Regions from separate parts of the Mus musculus genome. Here region 2 is linked to region 1. Evidence: chromatin contacts called from public promoter capture Hi-C data. All regions are on one chromosome and are shown on one strand. Each heading gives the region's core, a stretch centred on a gene start, on an enhancer-like site or on the middle of the called end of the contact. The rest is flanking DNA. Distances are from core to core; before and after follow the strand shown. Region 1 holds the start of Keap1 (kelch-like ECH-associated protein 1). Region 2 overlaps Slc44a2 (solute carrier family 44, member 2).

The links. Promoter capture Hi-C pulls out the DNA fragments that hold promoters and counts their contacts.
Region 2: a contact with region 1 is called in a promoter capture Hi-C map of hematopoietic stem and progenitor cells. The contact joins the enhancer-like site here to the promoter of Keap1 in region 1. A contact is called at or near these places in 22 of 39 promoter capture datasets (the 3T3-L1 cell line, 3T3-L1-derived adipocytes, the C10 cell line and 16 more), 1 of 15 datasets of contacts at CTCF or cohesin (CD8 T cells), 12 of 484 Hi-C or Micro-C datasets (CD4 T cells, CD8 T cells, the MNK3 cell line and 8 more), 28 of 115 datasets of contacts at active chromatin or transcription factors (the 230-238 cell line, CD8 T cells, the HPC-7 cell line and 18 more) and 4 of 9 other capture datasets (adipose tissue, liver, macrophages and 1 more).

What each region holds. Positions count from the first base shown.
Region 1 is chr9:21,237,700-21,243,388 of GRCm38.p6, forward strand. It overlaps Keap1 (kelch-like ECH-associated protein 1), which reads right to left and starts at 1,633. Exons shown (of 5, transcript NM_016679.4): 1 at 1-1,633. The coding sequence starts at 10. It overlaps S1pr5 (sphingosine-1-phosphate receptor 5), which reads right to left. Exons shown (of 3, transcript NM_053190.2): 3 at 5,218-5,689.
Region 2 is chr9:21,329,020-21,334,667 of GRCm38.p6, forward strand. The region is part of intron 1 of Slc44a2 (solute carrier family 44, member 2); the gene reads left to right. Among named protein-coding and RNA genes, the nearest start is that of Gm39302, 11 kb to the left of the region's middle. Within about 2 kb of position 3,827, at least 115 of the 459 cell types and tissues checked have an H3K27ac peak or open chromatin away from gene starts, as enhancers often do. A contact at or near this core is called in the 230-238 cell line, CD8 T cells, the HPC-7 cell line and 15 more, where this site is marked.

The DNA.
Region 1 (5,689 bases), core at 383-2,882:
CGGGCTGCATGGGGTTCCTGATGACAAGACACAGTTCCTCTGCTAGCCGTTAGGGGCCTGGAGGGAGGGAAGAGCACAGCGCTGGGAACAGAGGCTGGGTTAGACCAGACCCTGCCACTTTATTTTATTTTATTTGAGACAGGGTCTTACATAGCCTAGGCTGGCTTCCAACTCACTATGCAACCAAAGCTGGCTCCTCCCGAGTGCTGGGATTACAGTATGTGCCACCATGTCCAGCCAGGCTTCTTTTTTTGCAAGACTAAGCAATGATATCTAAGTGCAGATTTTGCCAAGCCAAGTAAACTGGACACAGCCGGCTCCATTCAAACTAACTTCTCAACTCGCGGGCCTTCAGGGCATATCATGTTCCTTTTCCTGCTCAGAATCACCCAACACCTTTCACCGAGCCCAAGAATGGAAACCCCAAATCGTCAATGGCCTGTAAAACTCCACACCCGCTTTCCAACCTCTTCACTGTTCCAGCCATCCTTCCCTCCCCTTGCCTTCGTCCAACATGTCAGATTCCTTTCAACACCACACCAACATTTACAGAGCCTGCCATTTATGTATTTGGGACTGCTCTGAGCTCCAGAGACACAGCGAGAAGACAGAAAAGGCCTAAAAATAAAGCAAGGTCTGTATAGGAAACACTAAGCGAACACCAAGCTCCTGGGGCAAGAGAGTGTGCAGCATCTGGAACACCCACGGGGAGGGATTCAGGAGACCCTTGGAGACCTGGGGCCAGGGGAGGAATTATGCTTTCAAAGAAGATGTGGGGAGACAAGAGAGGGTCTGCGTCTGGCTCCCCAGGTTCTGGGCTCAGCCTGGAGTCGCGACTCCGCGTGTTTTGTCTATTAGATCACCGTGGGGAGGGGGGGGATGAAATGCTCCAGGGGCCCCAGCTAGTGAGCGACTGTCACGCGTGACCACACTGCCGGAGCTCGGGCCTGGCATTGCGCAGGGGGCTGTGCAGCGGCCGCCCGGTACCCGGCGCCTGCTCCAGCGGCCTCCCCACCGCTCGGAGGCGCAGCCCTGACGCCGGGAGAGCCCGCAGGGCCTGGTCCCGGGCCGCGGCCTGGAGCGGCTCACTCACCCCGCCATGGCCGCGCTCTGCCTCCGCCTCCGCCGCGCGGGTCACGGTGACTAAGCACAGCGCGCCACCCTGTCACAATAAGAGTCCCGGGGCGCCGGCCGCGGGCGACCCCTACCTCTACTCGCCGCGGCCACCACCCTACGAGGGCTCACGGGCTCGGCGGCGGGGTGCGCGCTTGGAGAAGGGCACGCGCTTCCCCCCACCGCGTGCACGGCCCCACGCGCGACCGCGGGCAGCTCCCGGAGCTGGCTCCCCACCGCATCCTCCGCGGGCGCTCGCTCACCTCCGTCCCACCCCCCCGGGTGTCTCTGTAGGTGCCACGCGTCCAATCCGCGCCGCCGGGCCGCCACGCGCCGCGCTTCCGGGAAGAGAGGAGGGGGACCGGAGTGGGGGTGGAGGGCTCGGATCGGGGCAGCGGTGCTGCGGGGTCCCGGGCGGCACGCGTGGGAGGAGCGGGAGGGCGGAAACGGGCGGCGGGTACGCAGAGGCAGTTCCAGCCCTTCCTGCAGGTGCCGGGCGGAGGGAGCAGGGCGTGGGTCTGGGCGGCCCTAGGAGGCTGCCTCCGGGTTAGGCTGTCCGGTACGCCTCCAGCTGAACCTGCACCGGCGGACCCTCCCACAGCCTGCACGGTCCAACTAGACCCATCTACCTGGTTGCGATATTTATCTTCTTGTAAAATAACTTTTTAATGTTTTTATTTCAATTTGTATTTTACTTTGTGCGTGTGGGTGTTTTGCCTGTATATGTATGTCTGTGCAACGTGGGCTGTGCAGTGTCCCCTAAAGTTACAGGTGGTTGTTAGCTACCATGCAAATGGGGGAATTGAACCCTGGACCACTGCAGGAGCAGCAAGTACTCTTAACTGCTGAGCCATCACTCCAGCCTTATAACTTCTTTTTGAGACAGGCCTCATTACATAGCCCTGGCTGGCCTTGAACACACAGAAACCTTCCTGCCTCTGCCTCTGCCTCCTTCGTGTGCTGTGGTTAAAGGCTGGGATATCACTCTGGGCTTTGTGTACATTAATTTGTGTGTGTGCTTGTGTTGAGGTCGGGGACGGCTGGCAGAAACTGATTCTCTTCCCCTATGTGGAGCCTGCAAAGTGCAGCTCGAGTGCTCCAGAGACACACTCTCCTCTCTGTGTGTTCATGTTTTCATGAGGAGAGGTATGGCATTCATCTGAGGGTGTTGGAGTGTTGGAATGCCCAGAGCTGCCTCTTTGTATTTCTCGTAACATCTTTATATATTTTTAATGGTAAGAGATACTTATTTGCTGCATATGGCATTTATGAGAGAAAGTTATTTTCTTGAACTATCAAGATGGCTCAGTGGGTAAAGGAGCGTCTGGCCAATTCTGGCCACCTAAGTTCCACCTCTGGTACTCACATAGTAGTAGAAAGCTTCCTCCTTCAGGTTGTTGTCCGATAACCTCCACATACACACATAAATTAACTTTGAAACATAAAGTTAAGCCAGGCGTGGTGGCGCACGCCTTTAATCCCAGCACTTGGGAGGCAGAGGCCAGCCTGGTCTACCCAGTGAGTTCCAGGACAGCCAGGCTACACAGAGAAACCCTGTCTCGGAAAACCAGGAAAGGTGGTTTAGAACACGTGTTGCTTTTGCAGAGGACCTGGAGTCCACTGCCACGATGCCTCACAGCCATCCATAGCTCCAGTTCAAGGGGACCCCATGCTGTCTTCTGACCTCTGTGGGCACCATGCAGGTAGGTGGTGCGCAGACATACAGGCAAGCAAAGTACTCGTGTACATAAAAGGAAATAAATCTAAAAATAAGAATATTGAGGGGACACATCTGTAATCCCAGCCACCAGGGCACTGAAGCAGGAGGATTACCTCCAGTTCACAGTAAGCCTGCTCGACCTAGCAAGACCTTATATCAGAAAACAAATGAATAAATATCAAAGAAAAGGATAGTTTCAAAAGAAATTTACCACGGGAGTCTGAAGCAGAGGGTTGAATGTTTGAGAACAGCCCAGACTACACAGTGAGACTCTGTCTGGGGTCAGGGAGGCAAGGAAAGCCAGGCATGGTGTCGTATACCCTTAATTTTAGAAGAAGCAGAGACAGGTGGATCTCTGTGAATTTGAGACAAGCCAGGGCTCATAGCAAGTTCCAGGCCAGCCTGGACTGCATGGTAAAACCTTACTTTGTTCTATTAACTTAATAATTTAAACAAAACAACAACAAAAATGCAGGACAGCTGAAATTGGGACACACTTGTAATGCCAGCACCCAGGAAGCTGGAGGAGAAGGATCAGAAAAGTGAAGGACGTCCTTGGCTACAAAGTGGTACAGCCTGCCTTACATAGTGAGACCCTCTTCCAAAATCAAAATGGCAAAAAACAACAACCAAAAAACCCATCTCAGGTCATTTTCCCACAGAATATGTCTGGAAGGTCTCTACAAATCCCAACAGTGCTTTTTAAATTTGGTATTTAAATAGGGAACTGAGTACTTTTTAAATTTAATATCAGAATCTCTAAGTTCCCTACTGTTAAACCACCAAGCCAACACACCAGGAAAGATATGAGATCTGAGGGAGGGTCTCTGGGAGCCAGCCGGACTGTATCCCCACCCCTCACCCCTGCTAGCTTTTCGCGAACTTCTGGGGAAAAAATTCATTTTATGCAAGTTGGCCCGCAATCCCAACCTGAGCGCATCCCCTTCACCACCTGCTTTCACTCTGCTTGCAGTTCCCAGAATTACCTCAAGGGACGCGCTGTTCCTTAACCAGCGGCTAAAAGCAGAACCCAGGCAATTCTCAGAGCTACTGCAAGGTGGCGCCCACACCCAGAGACTTCAAGGGAATCTTAGACTAAGAGCAGCGAATACCAGGCAAGCCCCTCCTGCATGGGGGTCCCAAGGGTAAAGCCGTACTAAGACCCTGGGGCAAGGGAAATCTGTTAGTTTCTTCATCTACCAAATGGAGGTTGAGGGCTGGGACTGGGTTTTGTCGCCACACAGCATAAGCCACGTGTGGCAGAGCACACCTTTGCTCACAGGAAACAAAATTCACAAGTATAAAGTCGTTTTTTTGGCTTCGTAGTATATTTAAAGTCAGTCTGGGTACAAGAAGCGTTGTCTCAGTGTGGGGGCTGCGGGGTGTGTGCTCATGCTGAACCTGGAGTGCACAGGAGCAGCCTCGACGTGCAGAACCATCTGAGTCCAGGAACCTGTCCACGGCACAGAGCAACCTTGTCATTGGTGTCAAGGACCTCGCATGAATATGAACCAGATGAACATGGCCGAAGTTGACATACAAGTTTAATGAACAGTTTAAACCTATGCTGTCTGTGGGGGGTATGGGGGGAAGCGGGTAGGAGCAGGGAGCAGGCATGAGGGGGCACTATTTGCAGGATGGGCGAGTCAGGTGATGCTGTTCTGAATCTGGTTGGGGAAGGCTGATGAACAGTCTAAAAGAGCTTCTCACCGTAGGGAATCGGTAGATGTTTGTCATAATTAGTGAGAAAGCAAAGCAAAGCAAACAGGGGTGGGGGTGAGATGGTAGGGCAAAGGATATTCGGGGGATAAAGGTGTTTGCTGGCAAGAATGACAGCCTGAGTTGGATCCTTAGGATCCCTGTGCTGGAAGGAAAAAACCGACTGAGGAAAGCTGTCCTTTGACCTCCGCCTGCACTCCTGCTGTGCCCAATGGGTACCCGTACATATACACAGGCACAAAATACATAAGTAGATAAAGGCTTTTAAGACACAGTCTCAAGCTGGGCATGGTGGCGCATGCCTTTAATCCCAGCACTCGGGAGGCAGAGGCAGGCGGATTTCTGAGTTCGAGGCCAGCCTGGTCTACAGAGTGAGTTCCAGGACAGCCAGGGCTACACAGAGAAACCCTGTCTCGAAAAACAAAAACAAAAACAAAAAACAAAAAGACACAGTCTCACTATGTAGCCCAGGCTGGCCTGAAATGATGTTGCTGTAAAGTAAAGGCATATCCAGGACCACCCCCACCCCCACCCCACCCTGCGCAGCCCAAATTAGCACTCAGAAGTTCCAGGCCAGCCTGGTTTACCTAGTGAGTTCCAGGCCATCTGAGGCTGCATAGTGAGTGTCTCTCTCAAAATAAACAATGAATAAATAAACAATTTTAAACATTTTAAAAGATTTATTTAGCTTGTTTGTATGAGAGTTTTGCCTGCATTCAATCTTTGTACCATGTGCATGCCTGGTGCCCTCAGAGGTCAGATGAGGGCATCAGATAACCTTGGAACTGAAGTTGCCAGAATCACCACTTGGGTGCTGGGAATGGAACACAGGTCCCCTGCAAGGGTAACAAGTGTTCTTAACTGCTGAGCCATCTCTCCAACCCCAATAAATAAACACTTTTAAAGAGGATAGTTACAACTTTCTGGGGGAAAATTAAAAAAAAAAATCAATAGATGAATGAATAGATTCTGAAAGATCCCAGTAAGGACAACTCCTTGAATTGTTTTTATTGTGGTTGTAATTTGTATGAAGAACCTGTCCACACTCTGGAAGTTTGGCAGCTGATATCTGACAGTCTCCAGAGCCAAATTTCCAGACCTAGGCTTACCTTTGTCCACAGCTCTGTTTCCTCTGTA
Region 2 (5,648 bases), core at 2,577-5,076, 94 kb after region 1:
GGGATTGCAGGCATCAGCTCCCAGGGTCAACTCCATCTTTTTCTCTCCATCCCTTCACTGCACGGGCACTGCCCCCAAATTCTTGTCAGAAGAACTTGTCTGAGGAGCCAGACAATCTCTCTGGGCCAGGCCCAGACTTCTGGGAAGACGGGGAATGTGTGGGTGAGGCCTTGGACACTGGAGCCCTTGACTTAGCCAGTGTTTGAAAGTTGTGGGGGCAGGGTGCCACTTGATGTCCCAGCAAAAGCATCGTGGCACACTGCCTGTGTTGGTTCTCTTATCTGCCCCGCCCCCCCCCCCCCCCCCCCCCCCCCCGTGCTTGGGTAGATGAGTCCTCATGCCCAGCTTGGCTGGATGGACCTTCCTCCACTGACTTCCCAGTCCAGCTGCCCTGTTCTTCCCCACCACCTCTCTCTCTCTCTCTCTCTCTCTCTCTCTCTCTCTCTCCTTTTTTTTTTTTTTTAATTTTTTTATTTTTTGAGACAGGGTTTCTCTGTATAGCCCTGGCTGTCCTGGAACTCACTTTGTAGACCAGGCTGGCCTCGAACTCAGAAATCCGACTGCCTCTGCCTCTGGAGTGCTGGGATTAAAGGCGTGGGCCACCACGCCCGGCTTCTCTCTCTCTCTCTCTCTCTCTCTCTCTTTCTTTCTTCCTTTCTTTCTTTCCTTCTTTCTTTCCTTTTTTTTGTTTTTTTTTGTTTGTTGGTTGGTTTTTTGGTTGTTTGAGATAGGATTTCTCGCTGTGTAACCCTGGCTGTCCTGGAACTCACTCTGTAGACCAGGCTGGCCTCGAACTCAGAAATCTGCCTGCCTCTGCCTCCCGAGTGTTGGGACTAAAGGCGTGCACCACCACCGCCCGGCTGGGGTTCCCTCTTAGGTGACCCTAGTTGTGTCAAGTTGAGGTAAAGTTAGCTATCACAGGGATACTAGGCAAGTGCACTACTGCTGAGCCCCGCCCCCGGCTCCTCCATAGTGGATTCTCAGCAAGGGTTCTACTGCAAGTCATGCGCTTGTGGGGAGCAGGGGTTAAAGAGAATGGTTTGTCTCATACTTGGAGGTACAGTCAGGGGGAGGGGAGGCACCAGGAGCTTTAGGCAGGGGTCACATGGCATCCACTGTGTGGAAAGAGAATGACGTCATTAGGGTGGCCTTGCACCCTTTCTGTATTTGAATTTGTCACATTCTGTTCTCAGCCTCCTCAGTAGCTAGGATGGCAGGCTCATGTCACAGACCCAGCTCTATTATAAAGCCACCAGGGCTCTGCCACAAGGCAAAAGTCCCTTTCCTAATCATCTCCCAAAGGCCCCACTGTGTACAGATAGTCTTTGTCTTAATATCTCCCAGTGAGGATTGTAGCTGGGGACGGCACAGACACATTCCAGCTCCCACACGCAGGAGCTACCGGAGAAACGGCCAGATTAGACGCTGAAGGGCTTGATCATCAGTCTACATGATTGCTATGTTGGCCACCAGCTGTGGGGATTAACCAAGTGGCTTCAGTTTAACTTCCTGTCAAGTAAGATCCCACTTAACTTAGCTTTTTCTTTTCTATTTTCATTTTTCCTCCCCCTCCCCTTATGTGTGTGTGTGTGTGTGTGTGTAAGTCTCTGTGTGTGCAAGTGTGTGTGTGTGTGTGTGAGAGAGAGAGAGAGAGAGAGAGGGAGAGAGAGAGAGAGAGAGAGCATACACAGCTTCGCCTGCTCAGGTGAGGTGAGCGTGGTCCCAGCAGAGGCTGGAGGCTGGAGTTCCAGGAGCTCAGGCTGAGCTCTTAATGGCTGAACCGTGTCTCTGGTCCCCCAGTCCCTAGTCCCCATCTTGTTGTGTTATTGTGACAAGGTCTCACGTAGCTCAGATTTTGAAAAAGATTTATTGGGCCAGGCATGGTGGGCTGGGCCTTTAAACCCAGCACTCAGGAGGCAGAGACAGGCAGATCTCTATGAGTCTGAGGTCAACCTGATCTATAGTGAGTTTCAGGACAATGTAGACAGATTGCTTTGAAAAAAAAAAAAACAGCAACCAAAAAGATGTATTTAGGGCTGGTGAGATGGCTGAGCAGTTAAGAGCACTGCTCTTCCAGAGGTCCTGAGTTCAATTCCCAGCAACCACATGGTGGCTCACAACCACCCGAAATGAGATCTGATGCCCTCTTCTGGTGTATCTGAAGACAGCTACAGTGTACTCACATATAACAATAAATAAATCTTAAAAAAAAAAAAAAAAGGACTGGTGAGATGGCTCAGTGGATAAGAACACCTGACTGCTCTTCCGAAAGTCCAGAGTTCAAATCCCAGCAACCACATGGTGGCTCACAACCATCCGTAACGAGATCTGACTCCCTTTTCTGGAGTGTCTGAAGACAGCTACAGTGTACTTACATATAATCAATAAATAAATCTTTTTTAAAAAAAAAAAAAGGATGTACTTATTTTGTGTGCATGTTTGTGCCTTGTGTTTCATGAATAAGGCTGAGTACAACCCGCTAGACTCTGCTCCTCTGGCGGCCTCACCAGTCCAGGGGTGGCACTGACTCTCGCTGTTTTCTTTTGTGTGTGGTGTGAGCAACTTGAGAGTTGAGTACTGAGGTAACCTTATCTTCCTCTGCAACTCTCTGCCTTTGTTCCTTTCTTTTTTTGTGTGTGTGTCAGGGTTTCTCTGTGTAACCCTGGCTGTCCTGGAACTCACTCCGTAGACCAGGCTGGATTCGAACTCACAGAGATGTGCCTGCCTCTGTCTCTCAAGTGCTGGGATTATGGCGAGAGCCACCTCGAGCTCTGTTTTTTTCAGGGTCTTACTATGCAGTCCTGCCTGACCTGGGACTCGCTGAGATTAAATGTGTGCGCCACCATGGCCAGTTTATGCCCATTGTCTGACAACATTTCCTGAGGAAACGAAATACACTTGTCCCCTCACCCTAGATAGGGAACCCAACAGACCAAAGTGGGGCGGATACCACCAAAGACCAACTTGGTGAACCATGAATTTTACTGGGGTTACTTACAGGAATAATGGGTGTGGAGTTACAGGAGAAGTGACTCAAAAACCGCTATATCACCAAAGCCCATCTCAGCATGGGTGACAGTTTCCAAAGCTGGGAACCTGGAGCACACAGCACAGCCTGCAGACAGCTCAGCAGGTTGGAGGCTGACCTTTCCGGGTGCCTCAGTTGGTCTAAACCTCCTCCAGACAGTTCTTTTTTGTCTGAGAGTCTTTGTAGTTTTATCCCTCTTGCAGCACAGCCTCATCTCCTCCAAGAGGGACTCTCAGTCTTTATTCTTTTCTCAGGCAGGGAGGGTCTGGTGGATGTGTCAGTTTGAGGGAGTTTGAAGCTACTTTGTTGTTCTTTGCCTCTCTGCCGGATAGAATGTTTGTAGTCTCTGAGGCTGCCACACAGACACACAGGAAGACCTCAGTTCATTGATGCTGTTCTCCTCACTCCTCCCCATCCCCACCCCCACCCCAGGGTTTCTCTGTGTAGACCTGGCTGTCCTGCAACTCTGTAAGACCAGGTTGCTTTTGAAGTTATACAGATCTGCCTGCCTCTCACTCTCAAGAGCTGGGACTAAAGGCATGGTCGCTACCCCCAGCTGAATGACTCCATAAATGGATTCTTGGAATTCACACCTGGGTCCTCACGCTTATAGGTCAAGTGCTCTTTACTCATTTAGCTGTAGCTTAAACTTCCCATTCTCCTACCTCTATTCCCCAAGGGTTGCCATGGCGTGTGGAGCACGTGTGTATTCAGCCCCAGGAGTGGAGGACTTCGTGCCTCTGAGACAGGGGCTTTATTCACTTCCCCTCCCTACTCTGGCACTCAGCTTTCTGTTCAGATTGTCTGGTTTTGTGGTTACAAAGACCCAGGCTCCCATCCTGCAGGGGGTGAATCAGCCTCCATTACCAGAAAGTTTTGCAAGCATCCCCTCCTCTCTCATCCCTAAGCAGCTGAGCTTAACGAGGGCTGCCGGAACCCATCAGACTGTGCCAGGAGTGGTCTAGGTTTTCCCCAAGAGGCCTCAGTGCCAGGCTGGAGCCAAGCCATTCCTGTGCCTTCTCTACATTTAAGTAAAATTGCATTTATCTATTATGTGTGTAGAGGCCTGCAGGCAGGCATGCTCACTTCCTTGCCTGCACACAGACGTCAGAGGTCAGAGGCTAACTTGCAGGAGTCAGTCCTTTGTCTTCAATATGTGGGGCCTGGGGATGGAACTCAGGTCATCAGCCTCAGCAGCAAGTACCTGTATCTTCTGAGCCATTTCACAACTCCCCCCGCCCCCTACTCCGCACCCCGCACCCCGCACCCTGCAATCTAAGATCTGTCTGAAGGTTAATCCAAATTCTATCTTTCTGTCACTGTCAACTGCTAGACAACACGGACATCTCCTTCCTTCACCGGGTCTATGTTATTGCTCAGTCACTCTTAGTGGCTCCCACGTGCCCATCAAACCTAAGCTGGGGGTGGGCAGTTTAGGAGACCTGGTTACACGAGTTTCCCATGTAAAGAGGGTTGCAAGGTGTCAACAGTACCTGTCTTCATGTGGCTGTCCCTTGGGCCAGGGGTCCCAGTTGACACTAGAAGCATGAAATACTCCCTTACCTTTCTCCCCACTCCCCTCCCAACCTTGCTATCAAGAGACACAGTTTCCTGCAGTTTCTTCATGCTTTTAATAGTTGAGGGTTTAACTATTAGCATGATTAATTCTCATGGAATTTGTTTGCCTCTGAGTCAGGACAAGGTTAAATTTATTGTCTTCCACTTACATATCAGGTATACTGACTTAAAGACTTGCTTAATCTGTGGACTGAAAATTTGTAGCTGAGGCTCACTTTCTGTTACCGTGTAGTAGGCCCTCAGGTTACTGTGTAGCTGAGGCCAGCTATGTCTATGTGCTCCTAATAATCTTCCCAAAGGCACCTTCTTAATGCTGGGTCAACAGGTAAGGGGCATGGGCAAGATTTTATTATTTATTACATGCAAGTACACTGTAGCTGTCTTCAGACACTCCAGAAGAGGGCGTTAGGTCTCATTACAGATGGTTGTGAGCCACCATGTAGTTGCTGGGAATTGAACTCAGGACCTCTGGAAGAGAAGCCAGTGTTCTTAACCGCTGAGCCCCAACAATGTTTTGTCTTGTTTTGCTTTGTTTTTAAAAAGCTGGGGGCTGGAGAGATGGCTCAGCAGTTAAGAGCACCGACTGATCTTCCAGAGGTCCTGAGTTCAATTCCCAGCAACCACATGGTGGCTTACAACCATCTGTAATGGAATCTGATGCCCTCTTCTGGTGTGTCTGAAGACAACAACAGTGTACTCATAGGCATAAAATAAATAAATAAATCTTAAAACATACACACATTGTCTCACTGTGTAGCACTGAGTTGGAACTCCCTATGTAGACCAGGCTGGCCTGGAACTCAGGAGATCCACGTGCCTCTACCTCCAGAGTGCTGGGATTACAACTGTGTGCCACAGTGGCCTGCAGATCTCTAAGTTCCAGGGCTACACGGAGAAACCGTGCCTTGAACACCACCCCTCCAATAAATAAATTTTTTTAAAAATTAAAGTCTTGGGGGCTGGTGAGATGGCTCAGTGGGTAAGAGCACCCGACTGCTCTTCCAAAGGTCCTGAGTTCAAATCCCAGCAACCACATGGTGGC